Regions from separate parts of the Arachis hypogaea genome. Here region 2 is linked to region 1. The links are chromatin contacts, called in public Hi-C maps. All regions are on one chromosome and are shown on one strand. The core of a region is the stretch at or near the end of the contact, and the rest is flanking DNA. Distances in the headings are between cores, read along the strand shown.

Region 1 (6,824 bases), core at 2,355-4,854:
TAGGGCGCTATTTTTGTTTCTGCCTGTCTTTTGACCTCTGTCACTATTAAAGATAGTTTAGTTAATTGTTTTTGCTGTTGGTGATGATACCAACTTGCCTAATGCTGTGACAGACTTCATTTTCTTCACATGTAATTTTTTTTATTGTAGGTATAACCATCTTTATATCTCGATCTATAATCCAAATAATACCTTCTAGGATCTCTAAAGATTTACCAAAACTACATTTGCTAGCCACAAGGGATACTTGGCTTCCTTAATAAATTCTGCTTTCAAGAGTGTCTAAACTTGTTCTTATACGACCTGTACTCTCTCAAGACTAAGCTTTTGTCATCCTTGCTATACAGGTCGTGACCTTGGATAAACGGCCAACTTGTGACACACGAGATTAGGTTGTATACCTGACATATCAGAAGCTCTTCATGCGAAGAGATTGATATTCTATTTAAGCAAGTTAACGAGATCCTCTTTTATCCCTTGTACTAGATTGGCTCCAACATTTGTAATTTTTTCAATCTCATTTTCGATTTATACTTCTATTTTTCCCTCAGGCTGAGGTCTCATGTCCTCTCTTACTCGAACACTACCGAGCTCTATTATATGGACTTCCTTACCCCTAAGGCTATCCCACAAATTTAAGCTTTCATTGTAGCATTTATCCCCCCTCCTCTGATTTTCTGATCTCTTCTTAAGGTGACTATCTTGAGTGAAGAATTTTATGCAGAGATGAAGAGTTGATACTACCGTGACAAGTTGATTTAATGTTGCCTGACCTATTAAGGTGTTGTAAGCTGATGGAATATCCATTGCAATATAGTTGACACTCACTGTTCATACCTTCAAACCCTTACCAAAGGTAGTATACAGAGTAATGTATCCTAAAGGCTGAATTGGGGTTTCTCGCATCCAAAGAATGTGTTTGGATATGCCTGCAAATCCTTTTCTTCCAAACCAGGTTTATTGAAAACATGCTTAAATAGGATGTCTGCTAAACTTCCGTAATCTACCAACATCTTGTGGAGGTTGACATTGGCTAGAATCATGGTTTTCATCATGGCCAAGGATAACTCCTTTAGCATCCTCTTTTGTGAAGATGATTGTGGAAAAGTCAGACATTCCTTCATTTTCCACAACTTGGTAGACCTCCTTTAAGTGCCTCTTATGGAGGATTTGGTTATTTCTTCTGCTACGAACCCGCCGACAATGACATAGACATGTCTTTCAGGAGTGTTGGTTGGTTGCCCTAGTTTTTTTCTATCCTCCTATTCATGCTTCCTTTTGTTGGTTTCACCTGATCTTCCAACAAGATATTTGTCCAACTTTTCTTCTCTGGTTAGCTTTCCTAACACATTTTTCAAATCGTAGCAGTCGTTTGTGGAGTGACCATAAATACGACGATACTCATAATAGTCTGAACGATTTTCTCTTTTTCCTCTGAATTGGCCTTGGTGGTAGTATCTTTTTCAGTGTGGTATATCTCCCTGTAAATATCTACCAAAGACACGTACAAAGGAGTGTTAGAGTGGTACATTATGGGTCTATTCAAATTGTCTCCTTCTTTCTTCCTTTGATCCTTCTTTTTATCTCGGGCCTAGTGTGTATTGTCCCATTCGTTTGTATGCTTTCTTATTTGAGTAGTTTATTCCATATTGATATATTTTTCAACCCGTTATCGTACCTCGTATAAAAAGGTTTTGTGCTTCTTCGATATGGACTATTAATAAGTCCCATAATGGCTGTTTAGTAGGTAGATTTTTAATTTTTAAATAATCCTTATTAAAGTTCTTTATGCAAGCTCTAAAGGTATTTCCAACTTTTTGTTTGACACCTACGAGGCTCAGAGCACATTTTACCTTATTTTTTTAAATTGAAAAACGTATGAGGAAGTTTTTTGCCAAGTCGTGAAAGCAGGTGACCGGCCTAGGCGGAAGGTCATTGAACCACTTCATGGTAGATTTGGTCAAAGTGGTCGAAAAGGCCTTGCATCGAGTTGCGTCAAACATATCTGTCAGGTACATATGACTTTTAAAATTGTTTAAGTGATGTCAAGGGTTCGAAGTTCCATCATAAAGATTCATATTCGGGCACTTAAAGTTCCTAAGAACTTTAGCCTGCATTAGAGCTGGGTATGCAGGTCATGATCTGTGGGTCAACTCATTTAATTCGCAATTTGCATCATTTAAATCCGTAATTTTTTTTATCCAATTTTAATGGGTTTTTCAATCCATACCATTTAACTCATGGGTTAAATGGGTTGAACCCGCAGTTTAGCAGGCCAACCCATTAGCCCACTTTAGATATATATAATATTAACAAAAATATATTTATATGGGCTAAAAGTTAATAATCCATTTAAAACTTATTTTTTTCACCTTAGTATTTATTTTTTAATTCTTTATTTAGACTTAAAATTGACATAAATATCAATTTATTGCTATGCAAGATTTATGTCTTTTTTATGGCCATTTCCTTGTCAATTTTTTAGTCCTACCTCATGAATTTGATAATAGCAATGCAAAAAAAAAAGTGACAGAGAAAATAATTTGTGATTTTGGCTAGCCCGCAAAACTGTGGATCAATGCAGTGCAGACACGGGCCTCTCTCAAAGCAATCCATATATAATCGTAGTTCAACTCCTTTGGGAACTGAAGATCCCTTTTTGGAAGATATCATGCTGGCTATATACTGCGAGCTGATTCAGTTCGGTCCGTTTATATTTAGCCAGTTGTGGTCTAGGTTAAACGGATCGGGCTGGCCCGTATACCCACCTCTAGCAAGCATGATATCTTCCGAAAAGGGATCTTCAGTTCCTAAACAAGTTGAATTACGATCTTCACGACGTCTTTAGCCTTTGAGGTCGAATTCGAACCTCTTCAATTTTTATTCAAGCTTTCTACAACTTCGTAATTCTCTCTGAAGGAGTCATTTAGACTCAAGATGTCACTCTAACTCGACCTCCAGCTATTCCAAACAGCCTTGATGACCATGAACCAATACCATTATCTCCGTTGCGTTTCTATTCCCTGTTCCTTCAGGGGTGTGAATTTGGGAATCTATCCTTCGTCCTCCTAGGTCCGCTTTGTCTCTTTCCTCCTCAGCATCCTTCCATCTTTTCGAATTTTGGATATAAAGGGTGCTCTATCATTATCGAGATGACCTCCGCTATGGGAGTCTGAATCTGGCGATATACGTCCATCTTCTAGATGAACATGTGCCATGGTTGGTGTAGACTTTTAAGTCCCCGACAACAACGACAATATTCTGTATGGTTACTTTGAACCAATTGGATGTGGACCTAGACGAAAGGTTCAGACTCCATTTGACGAATATTCCAACTTATTCACCAAATAAGAAATCTGTAAAAGACTTCGATTTTTAATTTAGCAAGAGTTTTAGGTAAGTTCAAGTAAATTGAAATTAAAAAAATACATGAGTTAAATGAGTATTTATAGAAATAGGGTAGTAACCTAGCCTCAGCCCCATATCTTCCCATCTTGTGATGGTGGATAGTTACTTTGATATTAAGAGAGTTATCGCATATTAGAGTAGTGACTGAGCTGTAGAGGGTTTCTGAGTTATCGCATATTAGAGTAGTGACTGAGCTGTAGAGGGTTTCTAATGACCTGACTGGGCTTTAGTTGCCATGCAAGTCAAGTCAAACATTATTTAGAGATCCCGTGGCCCGAACAAATTGGGCAAACTAAGCCAAATGTTTTTTGGTCACTTCTAAAATGATCCATTGATGTTGTGGGCTTTTTTAGAAAGCGGGCTAGTTTATTTGTTTTATACGAAAAGAACCTAATTACAAAATTAAAAACAATATATAAAGCCAATTAAAAAGAAAAAAAAATATAAATACCTAACTATAAATTTAATAAAATTATAAAAAATAATTAAATAATTAAAGTATATTTTACATATCCACAAATATAAAATTTAATAGTATAACTGTATTTACAAAATTATCTTTTATTTAAGAAAAATATTGTTAAAATATTAAATTATTTCCATATTTCATGAAATTTCATTCCATTCATCTTTACGTTGGCTCAAGTCAATAAATATTTGTTCAAATATTAAAGAAGACCATAGAGAGACGAAAAGATTGCCTTGCTCATTTCACAAATAATGGTTTATCATGTTACATGTATACAGAAGAGAAAAATCTTAAGCTTTTGTGGCTAAATTTCTTAACTTACCAAAAAACCCCTGATGTTACAAACCTTGAAATGAAGACTAACCAAGGCATATAAACCAAACTAGCTTACAGCATTGACCACTATGCCCCTCCAAAAACCAAAATTGGCTAGCTACACACCTACCTAGCGTGTGAAAGTGAAACTATACATATGGTACAACACTAGTACAAATAAAAGAATTTGAGCACTGCCAATTGTTACAGCTACACCTACAACTACTACTACAAGTAGTACTAATCTTTCACATCTAGCAGTTGTAGTTGAGCCAATAGTAGATTATGCTGCCCTCTGGCTTCTTCTATTTTACTTCTAAGATCTGTTACCTGTAAAATCATAAACCATTTTTTTCGTAGGTCACAGAAGCCAAAACAACTGAACTACTTCATTCTATGCAGTTAATAGAGAATATCTAATTTAACAAACTTCAATTGCATCAGGCAACTGTGTTTAGTAAGTATCTTGGGATATAAGTTACAAATATAGAGATATCGAGACAATGGACATAAAGACTAGGTTCCAGGGCTTGAACATGTAACCTTGAAGTCACACAGAGACAACTCGACCATTGCTCTAAGGCTCTCCTTCAAGGATAATAGTATATATTATGAATAAAATTAGACAGTGCAGATTACCTTAAGATTAAGTTCTTCTTGTATCTTTTCAGATTCCAAACATCTGCAGGGTAAAGATTTAAAAGCATATCAATATATAACTATATTAAAACTCCATTGTGAAAATCAAATTGAAAAAATGGGATAAAAATAGAATGGAGGTTGTATTGGACTGCAAGAATTGATCAAGAATCAAGAAAATCTAAGTTGCTGAGCAACAGCATCCCACGCGATCAAGACCGTTGCTGTTGTGGTAAACACGAAACAGAAGTATACTCACTTTGTCCGTAGTTTCTGGTTTTCTTCCAATAATATTAAGGTCTCTTGGTCTAGCATCTGCTCCGCAGGAGACGGAATAACCTACCATCAAACACACAGGCAGAAGTTGCCATCAGAATACTGAAGTTATCAAAATTGGAGGAATATGGTTTTCAATAAATACATATCATATACATATGAACAAGATGGACCAATTTCAACATAACAAACGAAGTTACTACCGACCTGCATATTCTGAGATAAGCCAACACCTTTAATATTCTCTTCCTTTGCATGCTTTTTCGAATTATGGAGGTCTACCGATTCATATATCTTCCTCTTGTTATTAGATCCTGAACCAAGTCAGGATATACAAATTAGATTACATTAAGATAGTGACGCAGAATCTTGATTATCACATAAGCAGTTACCTTGCTCAGATGTGTTTCGCATGGTTCTCTTGCGTAGTTCAGCATTTTCATTTGCTGCTTTAGCATCAACAGAGTAGGAACTTCTATTGAGTTCGGCTTGTTTCGCTTTAGGAACTGGATATTTTTCGCGATACCCGAGCAATCTACAATGCACGTCCCTACATAAATTTTAAGAGTCCTAGTCATCTCAGATATCAATGCTTAAAAATCGTTAAAACTAGTATTAGCATTTTACATAGTTACTATTTACTCTGTTATTTTCCTGGATAATCATGAATTTTAACACAAGCATAAACACTACCAGTATTCCCATGTCATTTCCTTCAACCGTGCTTCAAGCTTTTGAAACAAAGAAGTTTTCTCAAAATCTTGCTTATTATGAGTTGGCTCAACAAAATCCGCTTGCAGGATACCTAATACAAGATCAACATAATTTATTATGTAGCATATTATGACGACTCGGTGTGTCTCGATAATTGAAAAGAACTTGACACCGCATGGAGATGTTTTACTTACCAACAACTCCTCTGCCTCTACTGTCTAAATAGTTCACAACCTGCCAAAATGGCTGATATTGAAAAGTAGCAATTGTATTAGAGAGAGAAGAGAAAAGCTAGATAATAACTATATGCTACAAACTGGCATGATTTGTCAATGAACCTACATAAGAATTTATTCAAAAGAGAAAGACAAAAGACAACAATGAAGAGCATGACATGACATGACTTGTAATTTCTAATTTCTACATTAGTCTCCATATAGCAGCAGCCAAATTTTTGTCATGATAAAATTGATCTATTTTTAAAAATAGGAGTTTTAGTAAAATGAAAGCTAGGACCATTTGTGGACCAGATAGCAAATAACCAACATCTAGCCTATTTTATTTCACCCCAAACCATGGAGGCTAACTCCAAAAATTAGTTCAGCGAGTTAGCACAACATATCCAACATTCATAAAAGAATTGGTAAAAGATTCCATAAGGAAATCACAACAGAGAAGTATATGAACAAATGTGAAACAATTTGGAGTAACTGAGTAAGCACCACATTACACACACTAGTATTAAGGGAAAGAAACTCATGCCCTTTGAAAAGTGTACAGCATGTTAACAGTGTTAATTTTAGGTTGAATCAATATACAACTAATAAGTTAAAAAAATTGTGTATTGATCTTCCATTTCCATTATATCATGCACATAGCTATAACTGTATTCAGCTACACTACGAATATTGAAGACTTAATCTTAATGCTTTTTGTGTACTGCTCAAAGTACTTTTTCCCTTGTTTCCTTAACTATAAATACAAGTTAATAATAATAAAATAT
Region 2 (6,824 bases), core at 1,982-4,481, 110 kb before region 1:
AAATCCAATATTTTTTAATTAAAAAAATGTCCCCATAAATAAAAAAATTTGCCACATAAAAATGTAATGTAAAACAAGAATTAGAAAAGGGGAAAACCACTTACAGCCCTCCCATGAGTACATTGAAGCCAGCCACAAAAACATGACCACCCTTTTCTCCTTTTTCAGTGATAAGAATGGTTCCAACCCAAGCCTGAAAACCCCAACTTATATAAATAACTCCCATGCTCCCTAACATCAACCCTTTTGCAAAACCTTGCTTTATTCCTAACTCCATGGTTTTCTGAAGGGCACTGCTGAATTTGTTCAGAGTTTGGTTTTCCCCAACATAGGAATAAACAGTTCTTATTGAAGATATTGCTTGCTCTGCAATCCCACCAGCAACACCATAAGACTCAATCATTTTCATTGTCACATCCAACATCATCTTCCCAAACATGAGAGCTGGGACTATGAACATGAGGGAGAGTGGTATGGCTGCAAGTGTGAGTCTCCATGAAAGCACAAATGCAAAGATGTGGCAGAAAAAGAATGTTGACATGTATGTCAAGCAGTCTGGTATCTACACACACACACACACAAAGTTCTAAATTAGTGTATGCATAAAGAATAAAAATAAAGGAAATTTCTTTTCAAACTCTTGGAAAATATCTATTGAAAGGATTCTAAACTAACAAATCTCTAACCATTTTTTTGTAAGGAGACATAAATTTTTAACTAAAATTAAATATTTATAGGTCCCAAATCATTAAAAAAAAGTTAAGATACATAGATCTTTTTGTTGACTAATCAAAGAATTTATATATTTCAAAAAAGAATTTATGTCGTATTTTATTTTTACTATGTAAAGGACCTATAAATATTTAATTTTAGTTAGATACTTATATATCTTTATGAATAATAGTCAAAGATTTATTTATCCTTTAATCTTTTGTTTTATAAAAAAAAAAGGAGACATATTATTAATCCTTCTCTACATGTATAAATTTTTAAATAATGAAAGATGAATTTATCATTTTTTTTTCAAATATGGAAAAATAAATCTGTTTTCATACTTTTTGTTAAGAAACGATTGAGGGTTGACTTTAAATATATGTGATGATAAAAATAGCAGAGAAAGCAAGTTTAGTTTGGGGAAAGCATAATAGATCAGAAGTTAATAGTGAAACCTTCTCACACAAGGCAACTTGGATGGTATTGGCATCCGAGGAGATGAGTGAGACAACTTGGTAAGTTGTTGAAGTACCAGCTGTCTGGCTATCAAAGAATCCAATTTCTTGTCTCAGCACTGATTTCAAATATTCCATTCTCATTCTTGAAGCCTGTCTCTCTGCAGTTCTTGCCCAACACATTCCTTCTGCAGTCGCATAAAGCAAAATAGATAGCTGGAATTATTATCTTTAACTTCCAAATTGAATTATGCTTTGCAAAATCAAGGTAACTGTGAATTCTGAATTATGCAGCTTACCTACAAAAGCTGAAAGTCCAACACCAATTGCAACTAATAAAAGCCTCAATGCATACTGAAATTAAAACAAATAAATAATAAGGCGAAGTCAGGAAATATCAAAAGTTGTTGCCTAATCATATTCCTAAAAATCAAAATTTTCGGAATAAAGGATAAGAAAAATAAACTCTACTTTTTCGTATAAAATTTTAATACTATATCGTGATTTCTCTACATCAATATTTCATGCTATTGAACAAAGATATATAAATTGTTTTATATCTGTCATAAAATTATTTGTCCCACATACTTAAACTGATAGAAGAAAGCCTTATGCTGAAATTCTTTTTTTTTTTAGATCAATGAAGAGCTAATGAAAAAAAAAATTGTTTCTTGAATTTCTCACAAGAAAAATGTAAGTTCTAAATTGAATAAATGCTAAGAGATTAACAAAAAGCAATTTCCTAAAAAGGTGCATATTACATTAGAATAGATGAAGCATATCACATAAAGATTTAAATATATGTATGGCAAAAGAGAATAATTATATATAGATTATTTAAATTTAAATGAACAAGCTCTCACCTTGTTCACATCATGCATACCCAATTTGGTATTCTTGTCTCCATAAGCATTGATAACATCACTAAGAATATACATCATAAGAGGGTTCTGCAATCCATCACCAATGCTTCCGATGGTCCCAAACAACATTAACAACTTGTCCACACCATCGGCATAACGAAACATGCTATTGTTCCCCATTATTGCTACCTTCACTTGATGCTCTCTTTGGAGAGAATGAAATGAAAGATATATACCCTATTTTTTATTTTTTTCCCCCTCTACTAGAGATTTATTAAGCTACATATGTCACTAATGCACTAAAATATATACTTGAAAAAGATTTATATATGCTTGGTCAGATTCTTAGTTAAATAGATGAGTATGGACTAACAAATGGCTCTTGTTGTTGTCATTTTAGAAACAAGGCCGTTTGATAAAACATGGACATAGAGTGAAAATGGCCGCCGGGCAAATATATTTTATTCAAAATTTAGTTATTTTATTTTAACTATAATCATTTTTGTGCCTATATACATAACAATTTAACTTTCTCATGAAAATGATTTAACAAGATATTAGAAATTTTTCGCCAATAAGTTTAGAATTTGATCTTATTACTTTATTCCTCTAAATGAAAGTTGATTTTTGTACAAGATAAAAAATGAATCTATACATCAATTATATAATTCTTCAACAAAGAAAAGAAAAAGCTGTTAAACTCTTCAAATATAAAATATTCATGTCATTTTTTAATTACCATGATATTGATACATTGTCTGTGTAACTTTGTATGGTTGGTTGTTTAATATCGTGGTTCTAGACATAGTTAATTTAGCCAGATGCATTAATTTTATTCCATGGGCTCTTTTGTATTTTGTCATCTTCAGGTTATATAGACTTGCAGAGAATGATTCCTTTGTTAACTGTCAGATAATGAGTGTGGCCAATTGAAACTAGTAAAAAATGTTTTGCCAACTTAGGAAGGCAATAATCATTCGATATTTCTAAGGCGTTTTAATTTGTATTATCATGTATTATGTAGGGCCAAAGTCACATTAGGGATTCAAACATAATTTTATCTTTCTTTTTTTTGTTAATTCTCAATCAGTACGGCTTCATTCCATATCAATATAAATTAATATACATGTATAATAATAAAATAAATCAGTGTAAAATAAATATTGTCATATAAATAAAATTATACTGTTTGAGTCGACTAATTGTTATTTCAAAAGTTATTAATATAATAAATCTTTATTAGATGACAATGTATCATATCAAAATTAAATTCTTTAATCAGTAATGTAAGTGTCATATTTTGTCATGGATAGTTACTTCAATCTCTGATTTTTTTTTTTTTTATAGTTTTTGCCACTTGTAAGGATTAAGGAACCGAATTGTAATTATCTAACCTGGCAGTTTATAATGTGTATTGCTGCCGGCCACACCTAACAAGAAAAGCCTGTGAGAGATTGAGACAATCTTTGTTGCATCAACTTGATTTGGTCATAGGCGAAGTTTAATTCTGGATTATTATTTAGTATATTGTCTGGTATATATGTTCGTTCAGTACAATAAGAATTTGAATTTGCACTTTATTCCGCTTAGCATAGACTTCTCACTTTTTAAATATTTGTGATGATGGATGCATAAGCTTTCTATTTAACCTTTAAGCTACACAGAAGGATCTGGTTTTCATTATTTATTTATTTATTTAGTTTTGGTGTAGAATGTGTCATTTTGTTCTGAGGTTACTATGGTTCGGTTATCATTGGCATCCACAGCAAGTCTTGTTGGACAGAGAAAATAAATATATCATAAAAATAAAATCAGTTTAATTTAATATTTTCAACATAAAAATATTTTTGCATGATCTTCTAATATGTCAATCTGGGAGATTTTTACCAAGTTAGTGAGAGAAATTTGTCTGTATACAAAGTTAATCTATCTAATGTAAAGTAAATTAATTTTGACTCTTTCTTGTAAAAGTTAATATATAACCCAGTCTCGTGTATATGTCACTTTTGTTCAGATAATAAAGCTAATATTCAATTACTATTATCAATGAGGTAAAGATAATATATGATTGAAAAACAAAAATAATGAGTGATTACATAATATTTGTAATCAACCAACTTGGTTCATCAAGTAGTCAGCTCACTCGACTGTTTAAATAAGTGTCGAGAGTTCAAATCCTGTCTTGTGCATGTAATAACTCATTGGCCAATGACAAATCTTTAAATGGAGCTCAGACCACCACAATTAGTCCTTGACCAGTTAACCTATCTGATTAGGTAATAGTGTGAGAAACCAAAAAAAAAATATTTTTAATAAAGTTGAACCAAATACCTTTAACTTCTTTTTTCTTTTTAACCTTTAGTGGCGAGCTCCTAGTTGAATCTCTAGTTGAATCTTTTAAATTATGCATCTTCTCCTCCTAGTCTCCTACTATTAATTTGGATTAGAAATTAATTGTATTAAAAATTATAACTTAATTTTAATGCACTATCAGTATAAAGTAGTTTTACACATGCATTCAATTACGTAACGACTGCACGACTGTGTAAAACGCTTTACACTGTTAGTGCATCAAAATTAAACTCTAAACATTAATATCTAAAATTAATACTTGAGGTTTAAGCAAGTAATTGTATTAGAAGTTAGTATTTGAATTTTATTATAAAAGACTAAAATTTGTGCAGAATTCATTTTAAGAGACTAACCAACTTTTTTTTACATTAATTTTAAAGAGAAAAAAATGTCTTTGTAGTTCAAAAATGCCCTCGTTGATTGTATTAAAAATTGAAAACCCGATATAATTTTAAAAAGACAAAAATATTCTTGTAATTAATATTTAAAGTACTAAAATACTCTTTAATTGTTAGCATGATCCTATAGGATTAATTAAATTTGTTTGATTATATCAGAAATTAAAAATTTTAATCTAATATTAAAAATACTAAACCCTTATACAATATTTAAAAAAAAAACCCTTATACAATTATACTTAACCTTTAAACTAAAATATTTTTAGAATTAGACCAAAATATTTTTTATAATAAAGGTTATTTAATTATATTAGAAATTATAAATTAAATTAAAAAAAAAACTAAAATACCACTATAATTATATGGTAGACTTATATTTCTTTATTGATTTATTAAAAAAACATTAGATCATAGTATGACTTTTTTTAAAAAGAAAGAAAGAGATTGCTCAGACTCAATGATCCATACAAGTAATAAAAATTATCGATTTGTGCAGACAAAATTTTGCGTGTAAAGGTGTAATTTGTTATCCACGTTACCAAACTTTGGGTGCTTGTGATAAAAATTGGGTTCATAATTCATATGATAACAAGTTTAGAAATCCATATTTACGAGAGATCCCCAACAGTATCGCCATTTTCATTACCAACCATGGTCCTTTAAGCATCCAAAGATACTTTCACCATAGTAGAAAGCTCCCTCCTTCAAAAAGTATAAAACAGCTTCCAAAAAAACACTTATCTTATAAAATTATTTTTAATTTTAAATGATTATTAAGATAGAAATTTTAAACTCCTACAATATAAATACAGGTTGTAAAAGACCATTAAAGAAAATTTGTATTACCCTTGTGGCTTGAGCTAATGTAATTAAACAATCATTGGTTCTCCTAAAATTTAAGTTGATTTATCTCTATGGTTGCACTTTTATACTTTCAGTAAACATTTTTCTCAAAAACCTCAAAATGCTACGAATCAAAATGACAAATTACCACTGACAACCAGACAAAACGGGCACTAAAGTCTTTTTATAATTTAAGTTATATAATATTTTTTTATTTTTTTTATATTATTCGATAGTATTTTATAAAATAGGACACTAATCTCCTTATAAACATGACTTTGACCTCTCTCCTGAGAATATTTATGTAGGCTTGATAAATTAAGACGTGTTGTGTATCACTAACCTGGGACGAGTTCATGTGTCCTTAAAAAGATGTTTGCTAATCTTTATTTTCTTAAGCATGAAGCATCTGCATCAAGCAAATGGCAATAAAAAATGAAGAAGAAAATAAGAACTATTTTTCAAGTATAGGATCTCTCAGATATAAGTAATTAAGGATAGATTGCAGTACTCTGTCAATGTCAATTTCAGTTAATCTAATCAGTCATATTTTCTATTGTATTTGTAAAGTTTCATCAAAATACAATAATACACACAGCATTAGGTGGATAGATAGATGATAATCTAACTTGGGAAAATATGAAACAAAAACCTTGAGTATACAACATTACAGAACAAATGTCACTCATCATCCTTGTATGGATACTCCTCGGGGACCTGCTTGAGAAGTTTTACCTGCAACTCAAACACATCATCACCTCGAAGCACATCGCGGATCCAAGTGACCTCAGTCTTCATTGACACCTGAACATGGGCAAGCATAGAAACCATCAGACATGACAACGAACAAAGGAAAAAGAAATGAAGCATATGAAGTAGAAATCACCTTTAAAGATTCCAAATATCACAAGAAACAGAACATGATAAGAAAAATTATGGTAGATAATTAGATTGAGTACATGACAAGTATCTGGGGAAAAATTATTTATAAAGAAGAGAAATGACACTGGCAGCTTGTGACAAAAATTGATTTAAAAACTGCCCATTTCCACACACAAATAAACTGCTTAATGATTAAATCGCTCAAATTATTTCAGGAGCCAACAGCAGAAAGCGGCATCAACCATAAAAAAGCACTTTGCTAGTTTCTCAGTAGTTGAAAATGAGAAGAAAAACTGATGAAAAAAATAAACATTGAT

Evidence for each region. A called contact is a pair of places that touch in the nucleus more often than the background predicts.
Region 2: a contact with region 1 is called in a Hi-C map of leaf, with 4 times the contacts expected there. The contact joins the promoter of LOC112789942 here to the enhancer-like site in region 1. A contact is called at or near these places in 3 of 8 Hi-C or Micro-C datasets (leaf and an unstated tissue).

Annotation. Positions count from the first base shown.
Region 1 is chr3:25,084,516-25,091,339 of arahy.Tifrunner.gnm2.J5K5, reverse strand. LOC112789939 (protein MICRORCHIDIA 6) reads right to left here. Exons shown (of 19, transcript XM_025832119.3): 13 at 6,016-6,067; 14 at 5,801-5,912; 15 at 5,500-5,657; 16 at 5,315-5,421; 17 at 5,091-5,170; 18 at 4,832-4,874; 19 at 4,096-4,522. The coding sequence ends at 4,433. Among protein-coding and RNA genes, the nearest start is that of LOC112789939, 18 kb to the right of the region's middle. Within about 2 kb of position 3,604, at least 2 of the 3 cell types and tissues checked have open chromatin away from gene starts, as enhancers often do.
Region 2 is chr3:25,191,547-25,198,370 of arahy.Tifrunner.gnm2.J5K5, reverse strand. LOC112789942 (putative multidrug resistance protein) reads right to left here and starts at 3,231. Exons shown (of 7, transcript XM_025832121.3): 1 at 2,033-3,231; 2 at 1,469-1,523; 3 at 1,170-1,357; 4 at 105-562. The coding sequence starts at 2,212. LOC112789943 reads right to left here. Exons shown (of 7, transcript XR_011879645.1): 5 at 6,278-6,429; 6 at 5,969-6,034; 7 at 3,247-3,462.